7 separate regions of the Mus musculus genome follow, and regions 1, 2, 3, 4, 5 and 6 are each linked to region 7. Evidence: chromatin contacts called from public Hi-C, HiChIP or PLAC-seq and promoter capture Hi-C data. All regions are on one chromosome and are shown on one strand. Each heading gives the region's core, a stretch centred on a gene start, on an enhancer-like site or on the middle of the called end of the contact. The rest is flanking DNA. Distances are from core to core; before and after follow the strand shown. Region 1 overlaps Iqsec1 (IQ motif and Sec7 domain 1). Region 2 overlaps Iqsec1 (IQ motif and Sec7 domain 1). Region 3 holds the start of Aldh1l1 (aldehyde dehydrogenase 1 family, member L1). Region 4 overlaps Slc41a3 (solute carrier family 41, member 3). Region 5 overlaps Iqsec1 (IQ motif and Sec7 domain 1). Region 6 holds the start of Nfu1 (NFU1 iron-sulfur cluster scaffold). Region 7 holds the start of Mcm2 (minichromosome maintenance complex component 2).

Evidence for each region. Promoter capture Hi-C pulls out the DNA fragments that hold promoters and counts their contacts. A called contact is a pair of places that touch in the nucleus more often than the background predicts. HiChIP or PLAC-seq counts read pairs in DNA pulled down with a chosen protein or histone mark.
Region 1: a promoter capture Hi-C map of pre-B cells shows a contact between it and region 7, with 3 times the contacts expected there. The contact joins the enhancer-like site here to the promoter of Mcm2 in region 7. A contact is called at or near these places in 10 of 39 promoter capture datasets (the 3T3-L1 cell line, cranial neural crest, embryonic stem cells and 5 more), 1 of 484 Hi-C or Micro-C datasets (CD4 T cells), 3 of 115 datasets of contacts at active chromatin or transcription factors (embryonic hindbrain, forebrain and large pre-B cells) and 3 of 9 other capture datasets (adipose tissue, embryonic stem cells and liver).
Region 2: a contact with region 7 is called in a promoter capture Hi-C map of embryonic stem cells, with 3 times the contacts expected there. The contact joins the enhancer-like site here to the promoter of Mcm2 in region 7. A contact is called at or near these places in 5 of 39 promoter capture datasets (the 3T3-L1 cell line, cranial neural crest, embryonic stem cells and 2 more) and 2 of 115 datasets of contacts at active chromatin or transcription factors (embryonic forebrain and pancreatic cancer cells).
Region 3: a contact with region 7 is called in an H3K27ac HiChIP or PLAC-seq map of embryonic stem cells, with 4 times the contacts expected there. The contact joins the promoter of Aldh1l1 here to the promoter of Mcm2 in region 7. A contact is called at or near these places in 5 of 39 promoter capture datasets (the 3T3-L1 cell line, cranial neural crest, hippocampal neurons and 1 more) and 4 of 115 datasets of contacts at active chromatin or transcription factors (astrocytes, embryonic forebrain, embryonic stem cells and 1 more).
Region 4: a contact with region 7 is called in a Hi-C map of the G1E-ER4 cell line, with 14 times the contacts expected there. The contact joins the enhancer-like site here to the promoter of Mcm2 in region 7. A contact is called at or near these places in 5 of 39 promoter capture datasets (cranial neural crest, embryonic stem cells, frontonasal cranial neural crest and 2 more), 1 of 484 Hi-C or Micro-C datasets (the G1E-ER4 cell line), 6 of 115 datasets of contacts at active chromatin or transcription factors (embryonic forebrain, embryonic limb bud, fetal liver and 3 more) and 1 of 9 other capture datasets (liver).
Region 5: a contact with region 7 is called in a promoter capture Hi-C map of hippocampal neurons, with 4 times the contacts expected there. The contact joins the enhancer-like site here to the promoter of Mcm2 in region 7. A contact is called at or near these places in 5 of 39 promoter capture datasets (the 3T3-L1 cell line, hippocampal neurons, liver and 2 more) and 2 of 115 datasets of contacts at active chromatin or transcription factors (embryonic forebrain and embryonic stem cells).
Region 6: a promoter capture Hi-C map of neutrophils shows a contact between it and region 7, with 3 times the contacts expected there. The contact joins the promoter of Nfu1 here to the promoter of Mcm2 in region 7. A contact is called at or near these places in 2 of 39 promoter capture datasets (liver and neutrophils).

The regions. Positions count from the first base shown.
Region 1 is chr6:90,739,666-90,742,365 of GRCm38.p6, reverse strand. All of the region lies in intron 1 of Iqsec1 (IQ motif and Sec7 domain 1), which reads left to right. Among named protein-coding and RNA genes, the nearest start is that of Iqsec1, 69 kb to the left of the region's middle. Within about 2 kb of position 1,450, at least 108 of the 459 cell types and tissues checked have an H3K27ac peak or open chromatin away from gene starts, as enhancers often do. A contact at or near this core is called in pre-B cells, where this site is marked.
Region 2 is chr6:90,659,787-90,662,486 of GRCm38.p6, reverse strand. Iqsec1 (IQ motif and Sec7 domain 1) reads left to right here. Exons shown (of 14, transcript NM_001134384.1): 14 at 1-2,700. The coding sequence ends at 32. Among named protein-coding and RNA genes, the nearest start is that of Slc41a3, 56 kb to the right of the region's middle. Within about 2 kb of position 1,431, at least 28 of the 459 cell types and tissues checked have an H3K27ac peak or open chromatin away from gene starts, as enhancers often do. A contact at or near this core is called in embryonic stem cells, where this site is marked.
Region 3 is chr6:90,549,384-90,552,083 of GRCm38.p6, reverse strand. Aldh1l1 (aldehyde dehydrogenase 1 family, member L1) reads right to left here and starts at 1,291. Exons shown (of 23, transcript NM_027406.2): 1 at 1,114-1,291.
Region 4 is chr6:90,621,998-90,624,697 of GRCm38.p6, reverse strand. All of the region lies in intron 2 of Slc41a3 (solute carrier family 41, member 3), which reads right to left. Among named protein-coding and RNA genes, the nearest start is that of Slc41a3, 18 kb to the right of the region's middle. Within about 2 kb of position 1,442, at least 53 of the 459 cell types and tissues checked have an H3K27ac peak or open chromatin away from gene starts, as enhancers often do. A contact at or near this core is called in the G1E-ER4 cell line and fetal liver, where this site is marked.
Region 5 is chr6:90,694,457-90,697,156 of GRCm38.p6, reverse strand. Iqsec1 (IQ motif and Sec7 domain 1) reads left to right here. Exons shown (of 14, transcript NM_001134384.1): 2 at 2,307-2,598. Among named protein-coding and RNA genes, the nearest start is that of Slc41a3, 91 kb to the right of the region's middle. Within about 2 kb of position 1,301, at least 40 of the 459 cell types and tissues checked have an H3K27ac peak or open chromatin away from gene starts, as enhancers often do.
Region 6 is chr6:87,008,460-87,011,159 of GRCm38.p6, reverse strand. Nfu1 (NFU1 iron-sulfur cluster scaffold) reads right to left here and starts at 1,324. Exons shown (of 8, transcript NM_020045.3): 1 at 1,201-1,324. The coding sequence starts at 1,259.
Region 7 is chr6:88,897,438-88,900,137 of GRCm38.p6, reverse strand. It overlaps Mcm2 (minichromosome maintenance complex component 2), which reads left to right and starts at 1,358. Exons shown (of 16, transcript NM_008564.2): 1 at 1,358-1,493; 2 at 2,622-2,700. The coding sequence starts at 1,488.

The DNA.
Region 1 (2,700 bases), core at 201-2,700, 1.8 Mb before region 7:
TCCGTCATAGTCTTGTTACCCTTGGTCTGAACACATGCCTATCACAGGACCCTCCAGTGTGTCGGGGCTAAACATTGGAAGTGATGCTTCAAGTGGGGCTTCACAGACCACATTCTTACATTTGAAAATCCCATGGCAGAGAGCTAGCTGGAAGGTAGAGGTTCAGACTAGGGAAGGGAAGTGTCCCACACCATGGTATGCACTGTGCTCCAAATTAACAGAGAGGCCAAAGAGTGATTTAAAAAAAAAGAACCTAGTTAGGAAAGCCCCTGACCTGCTACTGTCCTCTGTGGGTGTATGTGGGGACACCATCTAGGAGCTCTGTGAGGACAGCGTGTAGGTACCAAGTAACAGAAAGTCCTGCGTGCTGCAAGCACATGGCCATGTCTGCCCCCTTGCCCTCCATCCAGGTGCTGCTTCTCGCCCTACCTCAGCAGCGCCTCCTCTCCCCAGCATAGCAGCCCCTTGGCCTGACTCCTGCTGCAGCCGCAAGCCCTGCACCCTTGCCCCAACTTCACTGCTGCCCTCTCTAAGGCTAGGTTTGCAGGGTTTGTGCAGGATGAATAGGGTGCTTTCCTAGCCCCAGAGCCCTTTATCATATGTGCAGACCCTCAGCTAGTCAGTGTGGCTGCCTAGCTCCTGTTATTGGTAGCTATCATCTGCAGACCTTCTGCCCAAATCTGTGTCCTAGAAGTACTGGGCACAGTAGGGGCCCAGAAAATGATGTGTAGAGGAGATGATACCTTTGGAAATGGATCTAATGGGTTTGGACACAGCTAACAAACATTTAGGAAGTTGTGTGCATGTTCCAGAAGCTAACAGTATGTCACCATTGTGCAGTCTCTGCCTTTATTGGTGAAGTTGTATGTGTGGTTGTATGTTTATAGGTTATTTGCATTTTTGTTCTCTGAGCTACTTATGTGAACTGGACTTGAAAACTTTTTGAATCGTAGTTTCTATTGTTGATCTGAAGACTTCTTTGCATATGGAATAAAGCAGAAGACTACAAAGGTCAAACACATGGTGGCATGGCATAGCAGTGTGTGCTCAAAGCCATTAAGTTTAGCCTGACTGTCGAAAAGCTGCTGGAGATGGGGCTGGGTGAGGAACCTCTTTATCTCAAGAGCACAGGGAGCTATAGAGGAGTTCTGAGCAGGAGTGGGATAGGATAGAGTCGATTTTTGAAAATTGCTCTACATACGGGACAATACTGGCTAGAAGAAGGAGCTAAAAGGGTAGACTGGGGCTGGAAAGTACAGGCCATGACTGGTTGCAGAGTGCCTTGTTTTAACTACAGGAAGAAGGCACAGACATGCTTGCTGATGATGGAAAGGTGAGAGGGAGGGGGCGGGAGATGAGGGATGGGATGGCTTCTGCTACACACACTTCCTGTGCTGCTAGCATCTGCACTGTTGTGAGTTACACTATTTTGTTTCTTGCGGTTTTTCTCTCATCCGTTCCCCTACTTCCTCTGTACATAGAAGGAGCAGAGCAAGAGAGGATCCAGGCTAGGTCATTCTCTGGGTGAGTAGGTTTGATTGCCCAACATGAGGCTCTGCCCCAATCATCTCAGACCCACATGGTATCTACAGATTGGTCATCTGTCCCATGCCACAGGACTGACCTCCAACCCAGACAGATGACAGAGCTGTTGCCAGGGTAACCCCAGACAGGAAACATGAAATAAGTATTTCCAGGCAGGATATGGACATGGGAAAAACAGATAGGAGTGTCCCTGAGGGAGCTGGGGGGATCTCAAAAATCACTTGGGTCCCTTGACCCTTAGCTCTGCTGTTCTCATCTCCTCAGGGGCTCTTTCAACACCCAGTTAGCTCCTCTGCTGAGAAGGTTCTGACTGGCAATGTGAGGTGGGCATTTGTCTTATGCTTCCTGCTCACTTGGTAGAGGAAACTATAGGGTTCAGAAGGGGCACCCTCCATACTGAGGTCACAGGCAGTCATCCTAAGCCTGTGTCACAGCAGGCCTAGGCACCGTACCTCCCAACATCAGAAATTGCTATTTTCCTTGTAAATTTTTACATTGATTTTATGTGTATCAGTGTTTGCTTACATGTATATATGTGCACTGTGTGTATGCCTGGCACTCATGGATCTTCTTGGACTGGAGTTAGGACGGTTGTGAGCCCCTATGTGGGTGCTATGAATTGACCCCATATCCTCTTCAAGAGCACTGAGTTGTCTTTCCAGCCCCAGAATTTTATCATTTGCAAACAGATTAAAAACAAACAAACAAACAAACAAACAAACAGCAGGAATATATCCAAGTCAGGTGTAGTAGTGCATGCCTTTAATCCCAGTACTTGGGAGGCATAGGCAGGCAGATCTCTGAGTTTGAGAACAGCCAGGGCTACACAGAGGATAACAAGCAAAACAAAACAGTAATGCAGATATATAGTGAGATATATACTTATACATATATGTGTGTACATACATATATACATACACACACACACACAGGTGTAAGTAGAATGTTTCAGTGGAAGGCCAGTCTTCCTCTTTTCTGTTCCCAGCTCTCCTTGCCCTTTCCAGGGTGTTTCTGTGCCTTCCCTGGCTCATCCTTGTCAGAGGTAGTATATTCAGGGACCAGCAGATCTTCGGTGCCCGCCCCCCTTACCTCCAAAGGTACAAATACTTAATATTAGCACACAGGCCAGCCCTCCAGTACTGTAACCACTATCTT
Region 2 (2,700 bases), core at 182-2,681, 1.8 Mb before region 7:
CCAAGCCCAGCGGCATCAGCACAGTTGTGTAGACAGCCCAGGCAGCTGCCTCCCACACACCAGGCACACAGAGGCCTACTAGGCACCAGCCTCAGACCAGCCCAGGGCACCGCTATTGCCACTCCCTCTGCCCTCATAGCCTGGGTGGGCCTGTGGGCTTGCCTTCCATGGAGCAGAGCTCCCTCTCTGGCTTAGCCCTGGCACCCAGTCCTCCCTTGGCCCAAGGCTGGACCTCAGCCACCACTGGCCTTGACATGGCGCTGACCAAGGAGAAGTGGAACTGCCTCTCACCCTGTCAGCCCTCAGCCCCTCACTCTACACACATCTGAAAACTCATCCTAGCAAAGAAAACATAAGATAGAAAAGTCAGACAAAGCAGAACCAACCCCCAGACTGGCTGTGTTATTGTTTTGTTATTGGCAGTGGGCAAAATAATAATATAATAATAAGTAGACCTGATAAGGGTGATGAAATACGTAAGTAAACTTTATATAATATAAATATATAAATATATAAATATATATATATACATACTGTATAGGTAGTGTTTGTGTGTGAAAGATAAGCATTTCATCCACAAAGCTAGCACTAGGGACCTCCTAAGGACTGCCACTTAGGTGGCAGGAAGTCAATCTAGATACATGTGTGAGTAGACCAAAAAACCCTGCTAGAACAAACCCAGATCCTTCCATATTTTCATACAAAGAGACTCTCTAGCCTGGCTGAAACCTTACACGCTCATGACTCACTGTGCCAAGTAACACAGCACCTGACTGTCTAATACCCCACTCTGCTCTGTATAGCCCCCTATTTTATTAACAGAGTACTATTCTAAGTAACCAGTATTATAACTGCTGTTATCTCCAGTAAGCAACTAGGCAAAGTGCAGTCAACTCTACCCTAGTACTTGGGGCAACCAGTCTAGAGCTGGCTGTCTCAGGACCTCAGCCCCACAGATCCCTAGACACTTTATACTGGCTGCCATAACTTTGATCTCCCACGCTCTACATTCCTTCCCTCTGTACATGGTGAGCCACGCTCCCCCTCCCCCACAGTCCTCCCAGGGCCCACGTGGCAGAGGGGTTCCACCCCAACACAACGACCACTCATCTTCCATAACTTCCTCATCCAGTTCCCAGCCCCAGCAGGCGGGTGGCGTGAGCGCTGGGCGGCCCAGGGCGGTGTGTGTGTCCCGTGTTGTGTTCTGAGTGGCAACAGCAATCACTGTAATTCCATGCAGCCATGTGCTCGTGACCCCTGTGTCATCATTGCACCTGGCCAATGAGTGCTTGGCCCTGGCCAGGTGAAGCCCCCACTGCCTCTCATGGTCCAGTGAGCTGCCAGGCCTCACATGCCCCAGCTGTGTTCTTGTCGCTTCCATGTGTGACACCATGCACTCCCCTGGGGCCACGTGCTGCCCATGTTCCTGTGCCTGAGTCACCCACGGGCTGTACTTTACAGTTTCAGCCCTTCCAGCCACCACAGCCTCCAGTGCTGTGCTCCTAAGCCTAGGACCCGAGGACTGCCTGTGGCCTCTGCCTGCGCGGAGGCCCTTTCAGATTGGAAGGAGTTGCCGCCTGACCGTGGGCTGCGTCTAGGACCTTGTGAGCCACCGGGGCCTGCCCAACCACAAGAGAGATCAGGAGCCTTCTGGCCCATCACCACTCTGCTGGCCTGCTTGGGTCACCCATTTCCCTCCCCTTCGTGTCACCATCGTCGAGGTCACGTACCAGCAGATCTGCAAACTGAGCACTTTGTATCTGTGCAGAGAGCAAATCCTGCAACATGGAGGTCAGCCTTCTGTCTCACGGTGGCTGGACCCGCCCGCCCCATCCTCTGTCAGCATGGCTCATCTTTCTCTTGTCATCTACGCAGAAAGAGAACTGATCACCATAGTGTATCTGACTGGGGCCAGCTGGCGAGGAGCTGCCCGCTTCACAGTGCCCCGAGTTCCTTGCTTATGCTCCACGTACTGTCTGTCCTCAGTTAAAGAACACTGTCTGACAAGGAAGGGGGACTGTGCTGCATGTGACCTGGCACCAGTCGTGTGGGGCTGTGCTCTCTGTATTGTACATTTACAAAATACACCAGTGTTACTGTTGGCAAATAGTTGGAGTGGTAACATTAAATATGCCGGCTTTTTTTTTTTTCACTCTCTCTGAGCTAGTGGTAAGTCAACCATGAACTTGAGATTGTTCTGAAAAAGACATGGCTGTTAGGTACACTCTCACTCTTTTTAAAGGGACACTTAGGAACAAACTCAAAGGAAGGCCCAGTTTATCTGGTAGGGTGGAGTGGGGCCTCCCTCTCTCCACAGTGTCCTGTATTCTCCTGGCTAGCCAGGGCTCTGGGCTCCTCCCATGTTATCTTTCATGTGTCCTAGAGACAAGCCGAGGATAGTGGGTGAGTTCTAGGGACCAGGCTTCTAAGCATACTCAGTCTTTCTCTGAGTTCCTAATTCAATATGTTATCGGATCAGGATAATGAGAGCTTGTGATCCTGTGTTGTTTTACAGACAGGGACCTGTCTTCATAGGATGTGCCTGGGCCTGCAAGTCACACAGCAGAACTAGCTTGGAAAGCATAGGCTTTTTTTTTTTTTTTTTTTTTTTTTTTACTGATGTCCCTTGTTGCCTGTTATTCAGCTATGGCATTGAGGCACTGAGTGTCTACACTTCTATTTACCACTGTCAGGATACAC
Region 3 (2,700 bases), core at 42-2,541, 1.7 Mb before region 7:
CCTGCCTCCCTTCCCTCTGAACATCTGTTATTTATAGAAAGAGTAAGGGAGAAAAACACAAGCAAACAAAACAACAAAAACCCCACTTCTGGCTTCAGTCAGGATGGCTGCAGATCAGCCGTTATCACAGCTCAGGGACAAGAAGGAACATGGAGTGAGGACTGTCACATAAAGCTGGCCTTTGGCCACACAGATAGCAAATGAGGGTCTGGAGGGTCTACTGAGCCCCAGGCTATAGGGTGCAGACTCCCACCCCTGTCTTCTTGTCATGGGACACCCCCAGGGGCTGCTGAAGCCTTGGGCCTTCAGGGACTCAGAGGGCTCCTGTTCCGCAGGTCCCTTCTTCTAGCCCCTGGGTCAGGACAGCAGAACAGTGGCAGGAGCCCTCCCTCTATAGCCTGCTGCAGTCCCATGCTGGGAGCAGACCTAGTGGTAGTCAGAGTTCACCCCATGGCCAGACATTCTGCAAGGAACCCCCTCCTATAACTGCTCAAGGCTGACCCTCTCCTATGATAGCCTCTTTGCCCTGGCTCCAGGTGGGGGGTGGATAAGTCCCTCAGGGAGTCAAGATCAGACACTTCCATGATCCTGGGTGTGGCTACAGGGAACAATAGAGCAACCCAGCTCTCAAGCCTGCAAGGCCTTAGTGAACTTCACCTTCCCTGTGTCTCAAATGCCTCTGTAAAATATGTCCCTGCTGTCTCCTGGGCACAGAGAACTTATATGGACAGAGGACAGTGCCAACACTCACCACCAGCTGCCTAGGACCAGAATTCTCCAGGAACCTCAGGAGAGGTGTACTGTTAAGACACCACACCTCCACATTTTACAGACCAGAAGCCAAGATTCAGCTGTGCTCAAGAAAACTCCTAGGACATGAGCCTGGGGTGGTGGTGCACGCCTTTAATCCCAACTCTCCGGAGACCCAGGCTGGTCTACAAAGCTTGTTCCAGGATAGTCGAAGCTACTCAGGGAAAACCTCCCTCAAGGTGGGAAAAAAAGGGCAGGAACTGTAGTTCCCAGGGCAGGAGCTGAGGATCCAAGGTTCAGCGGCTGCCTGTAGTGGAGAGGATCTGGGTGCCTCTCTCAAAAACAAAAGAAAAAGAAACTTACCCAAGGTCAAAGACGGGAAGTAGGGAAAACAGGGTCACCGGCCCAGGGCTCTGGGCTAGCAACCCAGAAGTACCTGCTAGCTGCGAGCGTCAGTCAGCTGTCAGCAGTCAGCACAGGGGCAGCAAGCTCCCAGAAGGGCGCACAAGCTCGGGTCTTGTGCAGAGAGGGTTAGGGTCAGTGCTCCTCCTCCAGGCAGAGAAGAGGCGGGCTCTAGGGCCCGCCCAGCCTAGATCTCTCCAATCATAGGAGGCCCTCCGGCCAGGCCCCCAGATATGACCAATCAGGAGATCTTTCCCTAGTCCCTAGAATGGGGTGAGGGATTTGGGAAGTGGACTGGCAGAACCAAGCTCAGGTCATCCGTCCATTTGCGGGGACCTTGCTCCCCAGAGGGCTCCGGCTTTCCCTTCTGCAAAATGGGCCACCATCGTCTATAAAAAGCACCGTGCAGCGACAGGCACGTCCTCAAAAGGCTGGGTTGGAGACCTCCCCGCCTCCCCGCACCCCCAATTCCGGGTAGAGTTCATTGCCTAGCATGCCCGGAACCTAACTGGTCGCCCAGGGCCCAGAGCCAGCCGCTGATTCACCAGACCAGACCTCGATGGGACTTCAGTGAGCCTCAGTCCCGAGACTGGAGGTGGGCATAGACCCATGAGTGAGGAGGCAAGGAGGCAGGAAGCAGGAGGCGGGTCTAATCTGCTGAAGGTGGGACCTATGGAAAGTGCAGCTGGGAAGGGAAGGGCAAGCCCTAGCTGGCCTAGTCCCGGCCTTCAGGCTTTATGCTATTTGGGTCATTTCCTTCACCCAAGCGTGATAAGCAAGGAGCACAATGCTGGTGACTGAGACATGCAAGGTCACCCATCTGCTGTGGACCTGGGGTTGTGTCCTGGTGGGCCTGAGGTTCTGAATCCCATGCCCTTCCCACCTCTTCACGGCCTCTGGTTTTCTTCTCAGAAGTTCTCCTCTGGCCCTTCCACCTTGTCACAGACCCCCTCCCTGGGCAGAGTCATTGTCCTACTTGAGAAAAGTCAGAGACAATACAGGGTCCAGTGACATGCCCATCACTTCCTGACCAAAGCTCTGTCCTGCAGGCTCCCTCCCAAGGATTCTCCCCTGCAGCTACTCCATTAACCACCCTGCCTCTCAAACCACCGCTGAGACTCCTTACTCAAGCTCTTCGCCCCTCTTCAGTACACCAGGCTGGCTCTAACCACATCCTTTGCACTGGCTCTGCCTCAAGCAGACCCTTGGATTGTGATAGCAGGCACCTCTGTCTCTTACCAGCCAGACAAAGTCTGGCTCTGGGTTGCTCAGCCCAAACATATTGTACCCTCCACACAACCTAAGGAGCCTCTTGGGCTCTTCTGTGCCCCTCCACTCTCAGTTACTGCCAATAGAGAACTAACCATGCCCTCAGTGCCCCTGTCCTCTGTGCATCTGCTCTCCTACCAGACTGTAAGCTCTCTGAGATCAGGAAATGCAACAGTTGTCTTTCCTGCTTCCTTAACAAGGCAGATAATAGTCGCTCAAAAAGTCCTCCAGGACTCACGCACGGACTTTTGTGTGTTGTTTACTATCTCCTTGAGTTAG
Region 4 (2,700 bases), core at 193-2,692, 1.7 Mb before region 7:
GTCCTAAATGCCTTATTTATTTTGAGACAGGGTCTCCATGCATTGCTCAGGGTACCCTGGAACTCACTCTGTAGACCAGGCTGGCTTTGAACTCATAGAGATCTGCCTGTCCTCTGCCTCCTGAGTGCTGGGATTAAAGGCGTGTGCTGCCCATAACTGGCCTAAATCGTTTAAAGTGAAAAACTTAAAGTGTTTTAAGTAAACAGGACACTTTAAATATCATTAACCGAATCAGCAGCTGAGGCCTCCAGTGGGCCCCCTCCTGCCTCCTATCCTCAGAGGCCAGGAAAAAGGCAGGGCTAGACTGGAGGCCAGTAGTCTGGCCCAGCGCCGCCTGAAAATGTGCCAGTGTGCAGCAACAGCTTTGTAGACATTGGATCAAGTCACCAATTCAGTTATTTCTCCTAATTTGGGAGGCCTGGAGAAACTCTGCTAAACTAACTGGTAGGGGCACTTTGACAAGGGTATCCCAGGCTCCACCCGGAACCCTGCTGGACCCTGGGCTTTCCAGAACAGGAAAGTCCATTTGATGGAGACCCCGCATCTAACACACAAACAATAACACCGGAAAAGGCAGAGTAGCTAGGATGTGTTGAGAAATATGGGAAAGAGAGGAGGTGTTCGTGTGATGGACCCTCCCCACTTCCTCCCCCCACTGCCTGATAAACACCCCCAGATCTGATTTAAGTAGGGCCTCAACGGATTAAGATCTTCTTTTTTTTTTTCCCTTTTGGTTTTTTGAGATAGGGTTTCTCTGTGTAGCCCTGGCTGTCCTGGAACTCATTCTGTAGACCAGGCTGGCCTTGAACTCAGAAATCCGCCTGCCTCTGCCTCCCAAGTGCTAGGATTAAAGGCGTGTGCCACCACTGCCTGGCTACGGATTAAGACCTTAAGGTTGTGGGATTCTAGGTTCTAGGCCTAAAGACAAATTCCTTCTTTTCTGAAGGGGGTCCTGGGCTCGGTCCCCAATCTCCCCAGGAAAGAGTAGCTAGAGACACAAACACATGTCACCTCTGGGGAAAGCAGGAGTCACCCCCAGGCAGCAGTGCCTTGGAGGCATGACAGAGAAGGACTAGTCAGAGGCTCTATAAAAGTCTTATCTTATATATTTACCCACTGGGTAGGAACAAAATGTAGTCTTAACGTGCATTGCTTTTTTAGCACCGAGTCTGAACATTTTACCCTGTTCATAATGTTGATTCCCTCTCTAAAATGATCTCTTTGCGTTTGCCCACATTTATCCCTTTGCTTGGATCTTTCATAATATAGACATTAGCCCTTTAAGAAATGCATGCGATTTCCTGCTCTCAGATGAAGAACTCGGTTGGAAGCAGAGGCCCACCTGCAGGGGCCCTTCCTTATCAATCCAGCTACTGCCGCCCCATTCTCTGCAGCAGGGGCCTCAGGTCTGTGTGTAGCTGCCTATCAGCCCCGCGCACCCCTCGGGCACACACCACCCACACCACCATCACACACACTCTCCTACTCCTGACCAGGGCTGTCTGGCACACCCTGTCCTTTCCTAGCATGTCCTCTGCCCCAGCCCTCACCCACCACCCTCTGCCTCCCCCACAGCCTGGTGCACATTCTCCCGGCCACACACAAGGCCACACATCTAATAGCCCCACATCAGAACAAACTCTGTGTCTCTTCCTTCAACTCTCCTCTCTCTCAGCGCCAGGAACTCCTGACCAAGTTTCCGTTCTCCTCCTCCAGTCACAGCTCAGTGCTGTGCTGGCCATGGCAACAGCATTCTCTTCCTCAGGACCTGCTGTGTGTGAATGGGCTCTTGGATCACTCTCTGCTGCCCTCGCCCCTGGAGAACAGCTTGAGGTGGCCAGCCTCTGAACTTGTTCTCTGTCCTAGCCCCCTGCTCTAGCTCCCTGCTGGTCTCCCTAATGACTCCGCCATGGTCCCCAACCCCTTTCTTCTCCTGACCCAGTCACACTTCCAATTCTCCCTTCTATTTACACATCTCTCTTTCAAGGCTTGAGTTACTTCCAGCACCCAGCCCACCTTCCCCACAGTTGCATGCCTCAGGAGGGAGGAAGGGAGACTTGACTCCATGGTCCCAGACCCTTGCTGCTGATGCCACCTTGGGTTAGGGCTGAGCCAGTTCTGGCCATGAAACTGACTGACGGTGCTGGGGATGGACCCCGGTGCCTTGCCTGAGCTAGGGTAGTGCTCTATCCTGGGACTGCATCCACAGCCCTGGCCATGAGAGTTAAGCCATTGACCGAGCGTGTCAGGTGAGAAGAAGATGAACTGAGACAAGGTCAACAGAGACTAGCTAAAGTGTGTCCCCCCAAATTGACGGGACTGCAGCTGTAAAGACACAGTGTTTAGAGACACGGTCCTCAAAGAGGGGCTGAGCTAAGGGAGTCATAGGAGGATGATCCCTGATTCCCAATCCTACAAGACTGGTAGGGTATCTCACAAGCACAGATATGCAAAGAGAGGTGACCATGTGGGGAGCAGGGGGGAGGGGGGAAATGGCATTACTGGCTTAGGATGTCGACACTGCCAACACCTGGCATCTCAGACTTCTAACCCCTAGAGATAATGTCAACTTCTGTGGGATACACTGTCTGGCTTCAGGTGCTCTACAGCAGCCCTGGCAGACTGAGGCAGATGACAAAGGAGGCCTGACCCCTGCTGATGTCCTGACCACCCAGATCCAGAATGGCTCTTTCTCCAGGT
Region 5 (2,700 bases), core at 52-2,551, 1.8 Mb before region 7:
CTCTGGTCACTGCTCCTCCACCCTGGGCTTGAGGGTCAAGGACAGCATCATGAGCCAGGCCTAGCCATGCCTCTCTGACCTATCCCCCTGTGGCTCTGGTGTAGCCTGATGACCACCAAGGGCTTTAGGCTCTTCTCCAGGAATGGTGGTGACTGCCTGTCTACTTCTGGTTCAGTGCTCAACTGGTTCGAAACCCCGTACAAAAGACACAGGCTTTATTTCTTCCAGTTCAGAACACACAGGTCTAGCCCCTGACCAGAACATGCATTGATTTTAGGGGCACACATCCCTGTGTATGCTGACCTACCTGAGTGAAGTGGGGCCCAGCTTTGGTGTCAGAGAGACAGGGCGGGCTTTCCCAGTGGAAGCTGCTGTTCTGTACCCTTTGATGGCCCAATTTCTAATGGGACTTACTCTCTCCTCATGACAGTTGGTTGAAATTCTGAGCATTTAATGAAAAATGCTAGCCCAGGCTTCAGTAAACTGTAAGGGAATTTTCAGATTAACATTCTCTGCCCACCCCGACTCTCCCCTACACACACATAGATCCCAGTGGCTCAGTGGAAGCCAGAGAGCCTAAAGGGTGGTGTTTCTTAGACTAAGCTGCTAATACTACTCAAAGAAAACCTATAGGCAGAGCCAGGTAAAGCATGTCTCCCAACTCCTGATCCAGGTCTTCCTCAAAGAATGGCTGTCATACTTTATCCACAGGGGCATGTTAGGAGGTTCAACTGCCTGTCCCTGAAGGCAGAGGCAGTTGCTGGCTCAGAAGCCCAGTTTCTTAGCTATGGACCAGAAAGCAGGTGCTGAGATTTGCTGCTGTCCCTGGTGCAGAGTGCTTTGGTCCTCCCTGCTTCAGGCTCCTTCCCACAGGCCCCACCCTGGGATGGACCCTCTGGAGTACAAACAACAGGATTCTAGCAGAACTGGGCAGGGGCAGCCTTTCTGCCAGGCTGCTTAGTGCAGAGACATTCCTTATTTGTCTGAAAAGCAGACATTGGGAAGGACTGAAGCCTGGGTGGGGCCCTTCTCTTTTCTCTCTGTGCCCATTCTAGAGACCCTCCACCCTGCCCCAGGGACTACAGGGCTTTTAGAGTCCTGCCAGCACCCGGGTGTCTGGTCTCACAGGGCCAGGAAGCTTGGCAAAGGATGAGGGCTTGTGTTAGAAACTCTTCAAATCAGTGTCTCCTTTTTCTCCCCATCCCACACTGAAAAGCAACTGCAGAGAAAAAACAGTATCTGTGCAGAATAGAATGTTCCAGGCCCAGAGCTAGGATGAGTCAGCAGCCAGTCCCTCTGTCCCCATTAGTTGGCCTTGCTCCTGCTTGGCATGAAGATGCTCTGTGGGACTATAGGCAGTGAGGTGAAGGGACACCATTTTCTACCAGTGGTACCTGGGACAGTGTTTATGGGGAATCTCAGTTTCATCACCTGTACAGGGAGTCACAATTCCTCTTTTAGGGAGTTTTAAAACTTAAAATATTTTTATTACATCATGTTTGCTTCCAAGCTTGCCATGACAAATGCCAGAGGTGGACTTCACTCGCAGGCCTTCATTATCTGCAGGCTCTCGAGGCTGCCAGTCTGCAATGGAGGTGTGGCCTGACTGTCTTCTGAGCCTTTCTCCTTAGTGTGCCACCTTCTCCTCATGACCTCACTGTCTTCCCCTGTACATGCTATATCCTGCATTCACCTTCTTAGGATACCAGTTCAGTCCACCCTAATGTCTTTCATTTCTATGACACTATCTCCAGGGTGCTAGAGAGATGTTTCAGCTGTGAAGAGCATTCACTCTTGCAGAGGACCTGGGTTCAGTTCCCAGCACACACATGGTAGGGTTCTGGGAGATAAGCAGGCACAGACAAATACATTCATGCAGACAAAACACTTATAAAGAAAAAATAATTTTAAAAGATCCTATGTTTAAATGTAGTTATGGGAATATGGGTGTACAAAACCAGTCCTACATTTAATTCAAGTGGCAGGAGAGGTGATGTTCTTGTTTATTCAAAACATACTGAGCACATAGCACTGGCCAGGCTCTGTTCTAAGTGCTGAGGGCCATTAGCACAGTGGATCAAAACCTCTTGCCTTTGGAGGGCTGATATTTTTGGTTGGGAAGCCAGCGCCTACAGTACAGTATACCAGATGTTAGAACAGGCAATTTGTTCAGAAGCTCCAGGAAGATGGAGAACAAAGGGCTCTGTGGAGCCCTGGCTACCTGGGGTTGGGGGCGCTCTTCCTCACCTGCTCCCCAGGTTCTGCGTTCCTATTCAGCATGTGCCCCTTCTTTCTCTCCTCTGCAGTGTTGAGGGCGAGGCCCCCAGCAGCGAGACTGGCACATCGCTGGACAGCCCCTCAGCCTACCATCAGGGTCCCCTGGTACCTGGTTCCAGCCTGAGTCCAGACCACTACGAGCACACATCAGTGGGCGCCTATGGGCTGTACGCAGGGCCAGGACCACAACAGCGCACACGGAGGCCCCGGCTGCAGCACTCGACCTCAGTCCTGCGCAAGCAGGCTGAGGAGGAGGCCATCAAGCGCTCTCGGTCACTCTCTGAGAGCTATGAGCTCTCTTCAGATCTGCAAGACAAGCAGGTAGGTGGCAGGGGTCCCTGCCCACTATCCATGGTCTCCCAAATGGCATGAGGCTTCAGCTGCCTGATGTTCTTGGTGATGGGTTCCAGATACCAGCTGGTG
Region 6 (2,700 bases), core at 75-2,574, 1.9 Mb after region 7:
GGCAGAGGCAGGCGGATTACTGAGTTCGAGGCCAGCCTGGTCTACAGAGTGAGTTCCAGGACAGTCAGGGCTACACAGAGAAACCCTGTCTCGAGAATCGAAAAAAAAAAAAATGCCGATGACAGAAATAGCTAATTAAATGTCATACCCAGGAGAAGACCCTTGGCAACCAGAGTCCCCAGTAAGTGTCTTGGATCCTGGGGTTTCCCCCGGCCTGATCTGCTGGATGGTGTACCTGCTTTGGTGCTGTGCCCTCTGGCTGCTTGCTCTCTTATGCTAGGACTATGTGCTGCATCCTTATTAGACGCACTCATTTGAAACAAAAGGCGTGCAGAGCATTGTAGATCACTCTCCCTAAGGAACACCTAGCAATAAGGGCCACACCAGGCCACACAGTGAGCGTTCAGTAAATGGTAGCTGTTATCACTACGTGGTAACTAGTAACTATTCTTTAAGTGAATGGAGTGGATACTCCAGGATTTGGAAACACCCTAATATTCCTTCAACCCTGGGAAAAAGCAGCAAGCGTGGATAAACCAGAAGTATACTCTGGCAGGAAGTTTTGAAGTCTAACCGATCTTGAGTAAAGTAACTGAAGGGGAGTCATCGAAAACAGGTGGGCAGGGGGTAACCCACAAAATCCTTCTGTTAATCTGCTATTTTTATGAGATACATTTAGGAGTTTTAAAACGGGGGTGGTGGGGTGGTGGAGGGTGTCTCATAAATAGTCTAACCTGGCCTTGAACTCCTGGTCTTCCTGCCTTCACCTTTCAAGTATTGGGATGACAGATGATGAGGGATTCTATGCTAGCCTGATGAAATGCATTTGAAACTTCAAGTTGGCATCAGCATTCTGTCAGGCCCCTTTCTATAGTTGTCACACTCGGGTCTGACAGATATCTGAGGGAGTGGCTCTAGAAGAGGAACAGGACGCACTCGCACAAGCCTGGGCGGTGGACTTCCTCGAGTCACTCACTTCTCTCCGAGCCGTGATCTCCCTGGAAAGGGAACGACAGGACACGACACAACCCCGGGACCGCTCTTCCCTTCGGAGCCACATTCCCGTGGGATTTACAAGGGACATCCGTGGAAGGTGGCTGGCCTCGGGCTCTGGAGCCAGGACAAGGGTCCCTCAGACGCCAGCTCCTGCCTGTGAGAAGGCAGCGACAGGGATCTGCTAGCCAGGGAGCCAACACCTACCGCCTGCACAGCCGGACTACACCGACCGCTGCTCCCCATGCCCGCTCGGCCGCCGCCATCACTTCAGTGCCAGTGCGCTTGCGCGGACCCGCCTCCTTCTTGTCTCCAAGTCCTACGCAGACTCAGGCCCTGCAGAGAGGGCGGTCCGGGGACGCCGGTTCCTTACAAGTTGAGGGCGGTGCTGCAGGTGGCCTTTCCGCCCTCCTTTTACTGAAAGTAGATTTTTTTCCCTCACATAATATATCCAGATTACAGTTTCCCTTCCCTCTATTTCCTCCAATTTCCCCACACTTCCCCTCCGAATTCACCCCCTTTCTGTCGCTCATTAGAAAACAAACAGGCTTCTAAGGGAATATATGATATATGATATAACAAAACCTAACACATCAGAATAGGACAAAACAAACAAGGAAAAGAGTTCAAGAAATGCATATAAGTGCAGAGACACACTTGTTCACATATGCAAGAGTCCCGTGAAAATACAAAGCTGGAATGTTGCGGTAAATCTCCAATCCAAATATGCCTCAGCAATGAAAACACAACACAGTTAATATGAATACATATGTGCACCTAGTTTGGACAGATCTACCGCTACACGACCATCTTCCACATCTATGAGACCCCTTAGAGCTTGCAGTTTCTCCAGGCCATGTGCTTCTGCTCCGCTTTTCTTCTTCCTCCTCCTCCTCCGCGTCCTCTCCTTCATCCATTTTCTCCTTCTTCTTTCTCCACCTTCCATTCCACCTTCCCTTTTATCTGCCCAATCATCAGCTCTCCTTTATTTTACAAATTAAGGTGGGAAGCAGGTTTACAGGAAATCACCTGAGCGCTGACTCATTCCTTGTTCAAAACCACACACAGGAAAACGGAATTAACATAAAATATAATTAGCCCCAGGGCTATCGACAACACTGGAAGCCATAATATATATGAAAAGGGACCTACAGGGCAAAGCGGGGAGGGAGGGATGAAGAAAGGGAAAGAGAGAAAAATTGTAAAATATATGTATACATAAAATAAAAAACAAAAACAATGTAATGTAAACAAAAATGTGTAATTAAATAAATATACAAACCCAAAGTCCTAGCTTAACATTATGTGACCAGGGACCTTCAAAGATGCCAGTGAGCTGGTTCTTTGTTGACCATTCTACAGCTGGACACGTGGCCTACACTTAGGAATAGTTTGTCCTCCACGGCGAGATGGCTCCATGGGTAAGCGCACTGACTGCTCTTCCCAAGGTCCTGAGTTCAATTCCCAGCAACCACGTGGTGGCTCACAACCACCTGTAATGAGATCTGAAGCCCTCTTCTGGTGCATCTGAAGTCAGCTACACTGTACTTATGTAGAATAATAAGTAAACGTTTGGGTCGGAGCAAGCAGGGACTGAGTGAGCAGAGTTGACCGGAACGAGTGGGCCGACCGGATGGAGCAGAGATACTAAAAATTCAATTCTCAGCAACCACATGAAGGCTCACAACCATCTGTACAGCTACAGTG
Region 7 (2,700 bases), core at 109-2,608:
GTAAGCATGGAATGGCAGACCAGTAATGAGAGATTCTATAAAGGAGGAAGATAAGTTGTTTTTTGTTTTTTTTTTTTTTAAGAATTGGGTGCTTGTCATATCATTGGAACTTGTAGGGGCCTAGGGGCTTATGGTGGACACAGTCAGCTTTTCAAAGAACATATCCTATTATGGTGGCATAATATGCTTTCTATTTTTTATTTATTTATTTTTGAGTCTCTGGCATATAGATGCAGTACCTTCCTGCATCGATAGCAGCTCTGGGTACCACAGTGGCATCCAGCAGACAAGAGGGTGTGGATTCCTGTCTCAGAGGTCATACTAGCCCATCTCCCTAAGATACCCTTTAGCACCTTGGGGTATCTCTTGTACTATAAAGCCTGCAGATCCCCCTTTCTGAGCGTCCTTCCTGATTTCCTCTCTGCCCTACACTAGGTTCTGTGTGGGATTATTGATGCTGTGCATACAGCAGAAGTCACATCCTGCCCAGTAGCTGAGAACCAGATGCCTAAGACTGTAGGAACAGTAGCAGGCCTCTCACTGGAAGCACTCAGCCTGTCTCTGCCCACCTCGTCAGGTGGTAGCTACTGATTCATCCTACACCTCGATTTAACAGATCCCTCAGGTGACCTCATGTCAGGACAGAGCTCCAACTCCTAGACAGACTGCTAATCTGCAGTCTGAACTCTCCCACCTTTCCTGGGCATTACAAGCTTTGAACCAAGGGAGTGGTAATCCCTATATACTCCCAGCCTTCGCTGTACTGCATCACGCACCAGGCCCTTTTCACCTGGAACATCCTCCCCATACCTTTGCCAACTGCAGCCAAGTACAATTGATTCCCACTTTGATAAAAGCCCACAGCAGCCTGGGTGCTTGAAGGATTGAACCTCAGTGCTTTGGGAGAGGTTGATGCCAAATCAGGAAGAAATCAGAAAACAAGCTGGGCAGTGGTGGCCCACGCCCTTAATCCCAGCACTTGGGAGGCTGAGGCAGGCAGATTTCTGAGTTCGAGGCCAGCCTGGTCTACAGAGTGAGTTCCAGGACAGCTAGGGCTACACAGAGAAACCCCAGCCTCGAAAAACCAAAAAAAAAAAAAAAAAAGAAATCAGGAAACAGTCTCAGTTGCAACAAGTGGCCATACCGACACTTAGATACCTAGGTCACACTCTAGAAGGCCGGATTGGTCCTCAGAGCCACTAGTGACCCAAAGTCCCGCTTCCTTGCCTTAGCGTGGTAAACGCTGAAGGGTTAAGCCTAGGTGTGCAGGAGGCGAGGGCTCAGCCTTTTGAAAGCTGTGGGCGGGGAGCGGGGCGGGGCTTTCTGGTGTGGGCGTGCCCAAACATTCTAGCCCTCCTTCCGCTCTAGATTGACGAGGACGTAGTGACGTCTGAGTCCTCCCGGCGCTTCCCGGGCATGGGCGGGTCACGTGGTCTAGTTTTCGCGCGAAAACCGGTGGCAGCTGGTGCGGTGGAGCTAGCGCAGACATGGCGGTGAGGAATGGGCTGATCCCGGGCGGGCGGTATTCAGCGATCTCGGCTAGCTTGGCCGGTATCTTCCTCTAGTGGCAGGCTTGAGTGCGGGGCTACCTGCACCAGTCTGGGACGGGTCGTCTCTGCTCTCCTCATGTGTCTCTAGGCCCCGGGTTTACACGCACTTATGGTGGTGAGGCTGCAGGAAATGGAACCCAGAGCCCCGCGCATGTAGGGAAAGCCGGCTACCACGTAGCTGCGTGCATCCCTTCTCTCTTGAGAGTCTCATAGCTGGGCCGGGGAGGCGTATGCCTTTAATCCCAGCACTAGGGGGTTACAGGCAAGCGGGTCTTTGAGTTTTACAGAGTGAGTTCCAGGGCAGCCAAACTGCACAGAGAAACCCTTCCTCAAAAAGAAAGAAAGTAGAAAGGGTCCCACTAAGTAACCCAGGCTGGGGTTGAACTCGCTCTGTAGTGCGGGTTAGCCTTGAACTTGGCGATCATCAGGCTTCAGCCTCTAGGTATTTTGGATTTCATGCCTGTGACATCAGGCCCGGCTTTCCTACTCTGTTTTGTTTTTTTTTTTTTTTTTTTTTTTGGTTTTTTGGTTTTTTGGTTTTTTGGTTTTTTTTTTTTTTTTGGTTTTTTCGAGACAGGGTTTCTCTGTATAGCCCTGGCTATCCTGGAACTCACTTTGTAGACCAGGCTGGCCTCGAACTCGGAAATCTACCTGCCTCTGCCTCCCAAGTGCTGGGATTAAAGGCGTGCACCACCACTGCCTGGCTCGGCTTCCCTACTCTTACTGTTAGCGTTTTCATTAAAGGTTAAAGATCTGTTCTTTCCACCATTCACTTCTAGAATAGTGTTCCTTGATGCCTCTTTTATCTTCACCTCTTGTTTCAGCACCCAGCATATTGTGGGGTTTGGGCTAAGTGGGGTGTGAAAATAGATTATAAACAGGTTTTTAAAAAAAACTACATAGCCCCCGAGGTTTTTCATAAGACAGACATGGACAGATCTGAGGGACTAATATGTCCCTGAGAACAATGCCTAGTGTACAGGAGACAGACTGTGGGAAGGCCCCATGGTAACCAGGAGGCTGTCAGCCTGTGTCCCTCCAGTGTCTGATGGCAGACTTTTTCTCCTACAGGAGTCTTCTGAGTCTCTCTCAGCATCTAGCCCTGCCCGTCAGCGGCGCCGGATCAGTGATCCCCTCACCTCCAGCCCAG